Regions from separate parts of the Pan troglodytes genome. Here regions 1 and 3 are each linked to region 2. The links are chromatin contacts, called in public Hi-C maps. All regions are on one chromosome and are shown on one strand. The core of a region is the stretch at or near the end of the contact, and the rest is flanking DNA. Distances in the headings are between cores, read along the strand shown. Region 1 overlaps SLIT3 (slit guidance ligand 3). Region 2 overlaps SLIT3 (slit guidance ligand 3). Region 3 holds the start of SLIT3 (slit guidance ligand 3).

Region 1 (3,629 bases), core at 21-2,520, 170 kb after region 2:
CAAACACCTACCTACTGAGGCCCATGAAGCTCACACTCCCAGAGAGGTTCAGGGGTAAATCTTGCGCCGCGTCACCCTTTCCAATGAAGAGAGGGCTTTGAAGCTCGTGCCTCGCTCTGGGCTCATTGTTCTGCGTGTAAAGGGCCTTTGCTAACACCCACTGGCATTTTCTAGTACAAGGGAACACTGTGTCAACCTACATGAAAACGGAAATGCTAATGCTCCTGGGATTTGAGACCACAGTGCCCCCTCCGTGTTCAGTAATCCTGGAGGCAGCGACTGGAAAATACATTCCATGCAGCACAGATTCATTTAGAGCAATGTCTTTCAGACTCTGTCCCTTGGAACCCTGAGGTTCCACAGAACACATCAGGGACTGGGGCAGGGGGACAGATGGCCGCTGGAAATGGGTGCCCTCCAGGCCTGAGCAGGACCCCAGGCCTTCCTTTCCAACCTGACCGGAGAACTTTTGCTTCCATTTTTATGCTATGGTTCTGCACACAACTCCATTCAACAGAAGGTTCCCCTGCTTTTAAAAAGAGTTTGAAGACCCTTGGCCGAGGTAAAGGCTCTATTCAATCTATAATTCTATTTACAAGACAAAAATAAATAACCTATTTATAAATCCAGCTTAATTAGCCCTCGCATAAAGTAAAAGTAAACCTCAGCAGAATTCTACAGGATTCGGTCATCATAATTCTTTCTCCTCCTTCAGATGTAGTTGAGGGTCCTTGCGTCTGTCATTAAGCTCCTCACTCCCCATTCATAAGGCTGCCTTGTACTTTGTGAAGGATTTCCACAGACTCCTTGGCTGGGGGTGTGAGCAATCTCAAAAAACCTTCACCAGCCCGTATGAAGTGTCTGACTAAAACGCAGGAGGTCATTCTCTTTTCTGCCAGGGGCAGCTTCTCAAACACAGAAGGGTGGCTCAGGAGAGGGGGTGGGGCAGGGGCCAAGTCCAATGGCAAAGGCAATGGCTTTGGGCCAAAGGGTAAAAATGCTTGTTTTCAGGAAAATTAGAAAAATTTGCCTGAGGCAGGTCCCACTTACACACTGAGTTCTTATATGGGCCCTTTTATATTGCTGTTTACTTTGCTTTTTAAATTAAAAAATCAGTGCCTGCCAGTCAGGGGGCCTCTCCGGCCCTGAAAGGGTCTGCCGTTGCCCCCACCCCAGCTCCCCACCCCAGGCTCTTGGGTCAGAGACTGATGGGAATTGGGCGTCAAAAGGGAAATGTGTGGGTTAGAGGCGAACGTGGAGTCTGCGCTGTTTTTCTGTATGGTAATGGACAAGCCAGGGTGGCCATTCTGAGACAGGCACTTTCTCCTCTCCAGTCTCTGGGGTAGGCCTTTGAAAACAATTGCCAGCTAGAATGACTGAAAGAATTTTCCTGGGGATCCTGAGCAAAACCTCTGAGAGAAGGGGGAGGCTTTCCCTCGTCCTCCCTGATAGATCCCCAGGGCACTGCATTCCCCAGGCTGGCATTTCCCCACTCCTGCCTACAGGTTTGCTGCTGGGGGTGGTGGGGGCAGTGGGGAGGCCAACATGGGAAGCCACTGTTTGTGATGCCTGTGACCCAGCCCAGCTTCTAGAGGGCTGTGGCCCACACAGCACCTGGGGCTCCCGTGTCCCCTCCCAAGCCTGGGGCTGTAGGCTCTCCACCTGCTTCCCAGCCAGGCAGGTGACTGCCCCATGCTGGTGAGAGCTGAGGCCTTGGAGCGATTCAGACTCTATTCCTCCCACTTCCTCCTTTGGAGGCCTCTGAGCCTCAGTGTTCTTAGCTCAAAAATGGGATTACAACTACAATTTGCTTGATAAGGTTTTTGGAAGGACAAAAAAAGAGACAATCTTTATGAAACCCCCCAGTTCAGAGTCCTTGGCACATCATAACCACTCCCCAAAACATTAGCTATTATGAGTTACTACAGTTAGATATTCTTGATGGGAAGCAAGTGCTTCTAGTATAGTATCTAATAAGAGCACCTCCCAGCAGTGCCAGTTGCTAGCTGTGTGATGTCAGATAAATTCCTTTACCTTTCTGACCTTCACTTTCCCCGTTCACAGAATGAAGATGACCATTCCCATCCCACAAGGTGACAGTGGCCCAATGAAAGCAGCAAATGCAAACAAGTGCTTAGTGCAGGGTCTGGCACTTGGCAAACAGGCAATAAATGATAGCTGCTGTTACTCGTGGCAGCTCTCGTGTAGCATTCTTCAAGGACAACATAACGTTATTGGGTTTTGTTTTTCTCTAAGACCTCCCTGGAGCGTGTTCTTGCAGACTGACCCAGCAGTCAGCTGAGGGACATTACTAACCCACCCAAGAGGGACAGGACCTGCCCGAGGTCCCTGTACCTGCACACAACTCCATTCGACAGAAGGTTCCCCTGCTTTTAAAAAGAGTTTGAAGACCCCTGGCTGATGTAGAGGCTCTATTCAACCTATAATTCTATTTACAGGCCAAAAATAAATAACCTGTCTGGGTCCCCTTCACTCTCCCTTTACAATGATGCTGTTTTGACACTGGGCTGGGGCAGGGAGATAATTGTTTTAAATTTTTTTATTCTCATCAAGTTTGAGAGAATGCTTTTAAGGCTGTGAGGTGGTCATGAAAGGTAGAGTTGAGAGGTGAAGCCCGCCATGTGAAAGTGAAATAGAATTGAGAAGATCTCACGGGATCTGAATCACTTCAAACAAACAAACGTTTAGCATTCAAACAAAGGCTTTCTGTAAAGGTTTTAGAGCTGGGGCTGGAGTTTCTTACCCTGTCCCACCCTCACCCTTCTCTGTGACTCTCTCCTTTGTTGACTGGGGATGCAGGGAAGAGAGGAGAGATTGTGGGAAGAGAAGGTGGCTCGTGGCTATGCTTTGCAAGGCTGCAATTGCCAAGGGTGCAAGATGGACATCCTGATGGACCCTGATGTAGAAATCTTGCCTCAGTTGGACTGTAGTGAGTTCATTAGACAATCCCATCCTCTCTCACATCTTTAGGGGAATGGAGCTAGGAATCTGCCAGCTTGGCCTGAGAAGAGGGCCCTGTCCTGAACCCACATAAATAGCAGGATAGGCGGCCGTGGAACTTTTATGGCTGAACCTGGACTTTCTTGTTTACTCAGCTTAACCTCTTGACTATAATGTGCCAGCTACATATTTATTCACAGAACTGTTAGAGATAAAAGGGACCTCAGGGGACATTCAACCTGGCCCCTTCACTTTGCAGAAAACGGAAATGAAACTTCAGATGGGTGAATAACTTGTTCAGGTCCCATCCTGGTTTCTGGCATCATTGGGATGAAAATCCAGATCTCTGAGCTGATTTTCTACGTTTCTTGTTCATTCTCTCTGATCTTCTCGTTTTAGGGTGGCTATGGGAACAGTGACTACCAATTACTTTCCTGGGTCTTTGCCCTGCTTTGCACTAGTTTGTGCCTGCATTTTCCATTCTGGTGGATGTTGGTTACCACTCAGATTTGCCTCACTCTTTTAGGATACAACTAGTTCGCGCTTTAGAACTTTCAGAATTACATTAGATGCAGAGATGTTAGCGGGAACTTGTCACCTCACATTCTCCCTCTGCTCGGGCTCTCCTCCTTACCCCAAAGAGCGAGACAAGTGTGGCAAATCCCACC
Region 2 (3,546 bases), core at 49-2,548:
TGACTCATGGTGTGGTCAGTGCTGTTGGATAACTTTGCGCACATGCTTGTCTGGTTTTGATAATTAGGGAATATGCTTTGCAGGCAGGAAGCTCACATTTCTTTGTGTCCCCATGGCATCTGGCACAGCACTTTTCACTCCGAAGACCTGCATGACTGTGTGTTGCTTGAGAGGTCTGAGCAGCTCATGTTCACTTTGTACTGATAACCTGGAGACAGGAAGGAAAGGAACTTCTCCTCCTGCTGTAAGGGCAACATGGCGATACACAGCACATCTCAAACTCTGTGCATCCCAGTCTCCTGGAGGGCTTGTTAAAACAAATCGCTGAACCTACCCACCAGTTTCTGAGCCAGTGGTTCTGCATGGGGCTGGATAATTTGCACATCTACCAAGATCCCAGCTGGTCTTGGACCCCACTTTGAGGATGACTGTCATACTGGGAAGTACAACCCAAATTCGAATCCCATCTCTGTGGCTTACTAACCACGGGCAAGTTTCTAGAACTCTCAAGGATCCAGTAGCACCCTCTGTAATGAAAGCATAATAACATCAACAAGTTGTTGTGAAAATTAACTGAATATCCCATATATACATAGTATTTCTTTAGCAAATACAGATACAACACTTTATATGTGCTAAACACATGTTGGCACCCTTTACAAATATGAACTTAATTCTCATAACAAGGCTAGGTAGTAGTCCCTCTGTTTTCTTCCTTGTACAGAGAAGGAGACTGAAGCCCAGAGATGGTCTATGACTTGCCCAGGGTAACCCAGCTAGTAAGTGTGCAGAGCTGGGCTATAATCCAGACAGCCTGGCTCCTGAGGCCCCACCCTCAGCTACCACAGTGGACAGTACCTGGCCTGTCTCTTCCCCGTTCCCAGGTTACACTAAGAATGGGCCCTACAAAAGGGCAGAGATTATTTTTCTAGTTCATAGGCAGATTAACCATACATGAAAAAACAAAAAAAACAAAAAACTGTTTTATGACCACAGCTTTGAAACCACATGGTTGGCCTCCCTTCTGATATCAATATGGTCAGCCGGGAGTGACTGTTTCTCTTTAAACATCTCTGGCACCGAGGTTTATCATTGCTCAAGAGGACGGTAGTTTAAAGAGGCCTTCAGGCTGAAGGAGTGGAGGCGGCAGGATGCGGGTCAGTAATAAAAGTGAAGAGAGATTTGCAGCTCCCCCATGGAGGGCCTCAGGAGTCTAGCCAGTGGGCGGGTACAGAGGCTCAGCCCAAGGAAGGGGCAGTGATGGACAGGGTGGGAGGGGAGCAAATAGTTTCAGCATGGCAGAGTAACTGAAGCTGAGAGGGCAGGCAGTGGGAGAATTCCAGCTATGTCATGGGAAATGGCTATGGCCAGGGCTCTGAATTAGCGGCCGACCACAAATACCCTGGGACCCTGCCAGGGGTCAGGAGACTGGGGCACCGCCGGGATGCCAAATGGTATGCCGTATTTCATTGTCAGAGGAGGAGGAGGAGGCGATTTTAGCTGTTATCCCTAGATGTGAGTGCTGGCACTGCCAGGAGCTGAGAGCTGGGTGGGGACGTATGTAGGAGTGAGAGAGAAGCTAGAAAAATCCGCTTTTCATTCCAAGGAACAACATAGAGGAAAGACCAACCATGCCGCTGGGGATTCGCATGATCTCAAAGCTTTTTTGGCCACCATCTCTGAAGGCTTTCTGCCCTTTTTTCTTTTCTCTGCAAGGTGAGACATCAAAGTCTCCCATTGCCATGTTAGAGAGCTAAAAGGGAAATGCTGACCTGGATCCCTCAAAGTGTAGGTGGATGGAACAATGGGGCTTCTGGGAGAATGGGCTTCACGTGGTTTGCCTGTTTGACATCTTTGGCTTGGAGCTGAGCAATGAAATGTGGAAAAAAATCAACTTTGAAAGTAAACGAGCTCAGTGCCCAGCCCACGCTGGGGATGCTGGGAGGGATAGGGTTGTATCACTTGATTCATTCCTCCAGCTTATCTCAAGTCCTGGCACCATGAGGCCTTTATAAATGTTTGTTGAGTGAATGAGGGGACTGATTGATTAATTGCTTAATTATGTCCAAAAGGATGATAAATTCAAAAAGAATCTTGGCTAACTCTTTAGAAATGCTTGATGAATTAAAGGTTTTTCTGAACTCCTCGTCGCCCCATGTGACTGTGAAAGGAAGCCTTTCACCCAGGCTAAGAGGAATGGACAAGTCTCTTTTTTCTTAGGTATTTCACTGGATTTCATTTACACTGTAAATGAAGGTTAATAGCCTAGGCCTTAAAGTTAGACAAGTGAGGTTCACACTGGGCAGATGAGATGTGTGCCCTTGGGCAAGTCACTTAACTTCTCTGAGCAGTAATTTTCTCATTATAAAAGGAAGATAATAGTAGTGTCTTCCTCCTCAGACCATTAAAATAATCTCTCTGAATGGCATGGCACAGTGATAGACGTGTAATAGCCTTCAGTAAGTACAACTCTTTGGGATCAGTGAGGATTAAGTTCAACTAAAGGAACATAAAACCCCTTAGTAATGGCTTAAACAAGGTAGAGATTTATTTTTCTTTATGAATCTACAATTAGGAAATCTATAGTTGGTATAGTAGTTCTGCTCTACCAAGTGCTCAGAGACCCAGGTTGATTTGGCTTTGTTCTATTATCCCTATGTTGTGGCCTTATCCCAGTAGTCTAAGTTGGAGTGGCAGCCATTATATACATTTTCTAAGAGGCAGAATGAAGGAAAAACAAAAAATGGGAAAGGGCATGTGCTGGTTGCATTTTAAGGGAAGTAGCCATGTAGCACTTTTGCTTATATCACATTAGTGTATAGTTGGGTCATGCTTTTTTTTGTTTGTTTGTTTAAGAGACGGAGTCTTGCTCTGTCACCCAGGCTGGAGTGCAGTGGTGCAATCTGGGCTCACTGCAAGCTCTGCCTCCCACGTTCACGCCATTCTTCTGCCTCAGCCTCCCGAGTAGCTGGGCCTACAGGTGCCTGCCACCACGCACAGCTAATTTTTTTGTATTTTTAGTAGAGACGGGGTTTCACCATGTTAGCCAGGATGGTCTCGATGTGCTGACCTTGTGATCCGCCCACCTCAGCCTCCCAAAGTGCTGGGATTACAGGCGTGAGCTACCGCGCCTGGCCTGGGTCATGCTTTTTTTTAAAAAAATCTACCAGTCTCTGTTTTTTGCTGCTGTTGTTTTGTTTTTTTGAGATGGAGTTTCGCTCTTGTTGCCCAAGCTGGAGTGCAATGGCACGATCTCAGCTCACTGCAACCTCTACCTTCCGGGTTCAAGCCATTCTCTTGCCTCAGCCTCCTGCGTATTTGGGATTACAGGCATGCGCCACCATGCCTGGCTAATTTTTGTATTATTAGTAGAGACAGGGTTTCTGCATGTTGGTCAGGCTGGTCTCGAACTCTCGACCTCAGGTGATCCGCCCACCTCGGCCTCCCAAAGCGCTGGGATTACAGGCATGAGCCACCATGCCCAGCATCAGTCTCTGTTTTTTAATTGGTATATTTAGACCTCGGGTGATCTGCCCGCCTCAGCCT
Region 3 (3,646 bases), core at 412-2,911, 140 kb before region 2:
TGAGTGTGCGTATGTGTGTGTTTGTGTGTACGCGCGCGCAACTGGGTGCCCAAAGCTAAGACTTTGAAAATCTGCTAAGTATAATACAATAAAATCTACAACTCTACTATATATTCACAGGATGTGGTCAAGTAGTTGAAAGTTTCCTTGAAGGAAAATGAGGTAGAAGAAATCAGAATAGTATTCTTATGAAAGAAAAGAGAAGCGCTCTCAGGAGTATAGTTGTCACTATGTGAGTGTGTGTGCGAGCATGCATGTGCACGTGTGTGTGATTGCGGGTGTATAAATGGGTGTGTGTGAGCCTGAGTATGTGAGAGTGTGTGCGTGGCTGTGAATATGTAGGCACCAGTGTGTGTGTATATATATGCAGGGCTCATTCAGGCCTTCTCAGTGTGAGGGGACCTCAAGGAAATCCGGGCAATACTTCCTCCAGTTCCTGCCCTTTCCTTTCAAACAAACAAACAAAATCATTCCTACGAGTATTTATGGAGCCTCTAACGCACACGCCCCTCCCCACTGGCATCTGGAAAAGCTCAGACGTAGCCAATTTAAAGCGGGCGCCGGAAGAAAGGAGGCGCTGGGGACAGAAGGGATGCCTCGTCCGCGAATGACTTTTGCAAAAACACGTTCTCTTCTGTGATGCTCCAAACAACCCAGGGAGGTGAGGCCAGGTAGGACTGTGGCCCCTGATTTGAGAAAACGAAGGCTCAGAGATGACACGATTGGCCCAGAGTCACCCAGTCAGGAAGCAGAAACCCGAGGATGGAACAAGGCATTGTCAATCCAGGGGTCCAAGTCGCTGCCATCACTACTTTTACCAGTCCACCAAGCGCTGGGTCTGGGCAAAGCAGGGCAAGTTTCCGGGTAAGGTTTGCCAGCAGTGACCTCAACAACATGGACCACGGTGTGTGTGTGTGTGTAGCTGTGGAGTACATTGGTGTCAACCAAGGCTCTTCAGGCAAAATTGTGGATCTCTGCCATGAGTACTAGGTGCGGTAGGGAAGCGGCTTCGTGGGCGACACTGCCATGGTTTGGCGTCCCTAGCAGCTGTGCGACCTCCAGCAAGTCGCTTCACTTCTCTGAGCTGTTTTCAGACGACCCCTTGGAAGATCGTGGACTTAAGTAAAGAATATGAGTAGAGTGCTCAGCTCAGTGCAAAAATTAAAAAAAAAAAAAGTGTCAGGAGCCTTATCCGTCCCTGGCTCTTAACAGTGAATGAGTTTCAGTGTTTCTTTCCCGGGGCCCTGCTGGCCGAGCCCCTTTCCTTCCCTGGTTCCTTCTCTCTCCCTCCTCTACTGCCTCCTCCCTCCAGGCTCTCGGTCGCTCCAGCAAAGTTCCCAACTTAGTCGACATGACGCGCGGCGCAGCCAATGGGAGGCGGAGTTGGCGTTTCTTGGTAGGGGGGGGGGGCCGGAGGGGTGGGCCCCGCGTCTCCGGTGTCTGCCGTGCTCAGTGAATGGAGAGAGCGAGCGCCGGCCAGCTCACCCGGCCGCCCGGTGCCCCAGCCGCAGCCGCCGCGCTCCCCAGCCCAGCCCCAAGCCGGACCTCCCCGGGCGCCACGCCCCATTGCGCTCGCCCCAGGTCCCCAACCCGGCCCGCGGGCCAGCGGGGCCAGGGGGCGCTCCGCACCTGGGCACTCCCAGCGATGCGCAGCGGGGCAGCGCCGGCCCCGCCGATGGAGCTGCTGTTGCTGCCGCTGCCGCCGCCGCCGCCCGGCGCGCCCCGCTCCGCCCGCGCCCCGTGCGCCTGAGCGCCGAGCTCGCCCCTCCTCCGCGCTAACTCCGCCGCCCGCTCCCCAGGCCGCCCGCGCTCCCCGCGCGCCTCCTCGGGCTCCACGCGTCTTGCCCCGCAGAGGCAGCCTCCTCCAGGAGCGGGGCCCTGCACACCATGGCCCCCGGGTGGGCAGGGGTCGGCGCCGCCGTGCGCGCCCGCCTGGCGCTGGCCTTGGCGCTGGCGAGCGTCCTGAGTGGGCCCCCAGCCGTCGCCTGCCCCACCAAGTGTACCTGCTCCGCTGCCAGCGTGGACTGCCACGGGCTGGGCCTCCGCGCGGTTCCTCGGGGCATCCCCCGCAACGCTGAGCGCCTGTGAGTACCCCTGCCCCACCCCACGCGGGCCACCCACCTGGGTCCCACCGAGGGGGCCCCAGGCGCCAGATCCGTCCTTTCCCCTCGGCCTCCCTGGATGCAGTCTCTATTCTCATCCCTTCCTGGATACGATCCCTCACTCTCCGAGCTGGGGGTCTGTAGGCTTGGTCAGATCTGGAAAGAGAGGTCTCGAAACCCCCAGCGATGGGCAAAGAGCAGTGCCTCTCCAGGGGTGAGGGTTCCAGGCGCAGGGCCCGCTGACAGCTTCCAAGGAGTAGCTGAGGAGAGGCGAGGGGAGGCAAGAGCACTGCAGCCTCAAGGTCTTAGGGTGAGGGTCAGGGGTCTGCGCTCGTTAAAAAGGGGGGCGGGCGAAGGAGAAAGCTATAGGATGATGGGCCGTCAAGGCGCGGAGGCGGGAGAGAGGGCCCGAGACTGTTGACCTGCTTGGAGATCAGAATGGGCCAGCCGCTCTCTGGCTGCCCTTGCAAGGAAAGTTGAGAGTGTGGGTGAAGGTTTAACTTCTGAGGAACTGGACAGATTCAGAGTGGGTGCTCGCAAAAACCGCTCTGCCTGGAGCGCAGTCTGGGAGATGCCAAGTTGCAGCCCCGGGTGAATTTTTTATGGCTCGGTTATAAATGCCTCCCCGAACGAAGGGGCCGGAGAATGGAAATGCTGACAGCCCTTCAAATGAGACCGAGCGTTATAATCTTACAAACCGCACTCAGCCTCAGATCTTGGGCTTGGCAGCGAATGGAGAGGCGCTTGGAGAATGGGGTGGATTGACCCTAGTTTTAGCCCCAATTGTGCAACCAAATATTTACTTTTCATATGTCAACGTTTTGGAAACATTTATCATTTTGATCCTCGGACCAGATTCAAAACTTGGACTCCGGGGTGGGCTCCTCTTAGTCCGCAGTTGGGGTGGGGTAAGGGAGTGGGGGAGAAACGCTGGAGTGGGTGGGAGCCTTACTGGGAACCCAGCCGAGAAGTGGGTGAGGGTTTGCTCTAGTGTGGTAGATTCCCTCCGTGTCTTGCTCTCCCTCTTCTCCCCTTCCTCATGTGCCTTAGGGGTAGGCGCCTGGATCTTCCACTCTGCTTTCTTGACTTCAGGCTGGAAGAGAGTAGTGATGACAAGCATTGTCCTAGAGTGTGTTATTCCTGCTAGTCACCTCCTATCACCCCACCTCCTCTTCTCTTCCACTTCTTTGTGCATCTCTGGGTGGAGACTCAGCAGAACTGTCTTCCTTATTCCTGGTGCTCTCTTTTTCCTTTGGCTCAATACTTTTTTGTTTTTCCACAAGTGCAATGATTGTTTTGTTGGGTTGAACCACAGAATCCTAAAGAGTGAGAGCCGAATCTTTATTAACACATGTCGAAAACCAGGCTTGGAAGTGTAAAATGACTTGCCCAAGAAAACACAGCAAGTTGATGGCAATAAAGGGGCCAGAATCCAGGTTTTCACACCTTAATTCAGACATTAAGTTAGTCCATAGGAGTGAAAAACTTGTTTTAGTGGTATTTTTAGATACCTATAACTTGTAAACTAAGTTCCCCTCCTCGTC

What was found. Hi-C and Micro-C count contacts between places; a contact is called where the count stands out from the background.
Region 1: a contact with region 2 is called in a Hi-C map of stem cell-derived neural progenitor cells, with 2.1 times the contacts expected there. The contact joins two enhancer-like sites. A contact is called at or near these places in 3 of 7 Hi-C or Micro-C datasets (induced pluripotent stem cells and stem cell-derived neural progenitor cells) and 1 of 1 other capture datasets (stem cell-derived neural stem cells).
Region 3: a Hi-C map of stem cell-derived neural progenitor cells shows a contact between it and region 2, with 4 times the contacts expected there. The contact joins the promoter of SLIT3 here to the enhancer-like site in region 2. A contact is called at or near these places in 2 of 7 Hi-C or Micro-C datasets (blood and stem cell-derived neural progenitor cells).

Annotation. Positions count from the first base shown.
Region 1 is chr4:166,662,347-166,665,975 of NHGRI_mPanTro3-v2.0_pri, reverse strand. All of the region lies in intron 4 of SLIT3 (slit guidance ligand 3), which reads left to right. Among named protein-coding and RNA genes, the nearest start is that of MIR218-2, 220 kb to the right of the region's middle. Within about 2 kb of position 1,270, at least 5 of the 24 cell types and tissues checked have an H3K27ac peak or open chromatin away from gene starts, as enhancers often do. A contact at or near this core is called in stem cell-derived neural progenitor cells and stem cell-derived neural stem cells, where this site is marked.
Region 2 is chr4:166,833,498-166,837,043 of NHGRI_mPanTro3-v2.0_pri, reverse strand. The region is part of intron 4 of SLIT3 (slit guidance ligand 3); the gene reads left to right. Among named protein-coding and RNA genes, the nearest start is that of SLIT3, 140 kb to the left of the region's middle. Within about 2 kb of position 1,298, at least 5 of the 24 cell types and tissues checked have an H3K27ac peak or open chromatin away from gene starts, as enhancers often do. A contact at or near this core is called in stem cell-derived neural progenitor cells and stem cell-derived neural stem cells, where this site is marked.
Region 3 is chr4:166,973,310-166,976,955 of NHGRI_mPanTro3-v2.0_pri, reverse strand. SLIT3 (slit guidance ligand 3) reads left to right here and starts at 1,661. Exons shown (of 36, transcript XM_016954159.4): 1 at 1,661-2,084. The coding sequence starts at 1,888.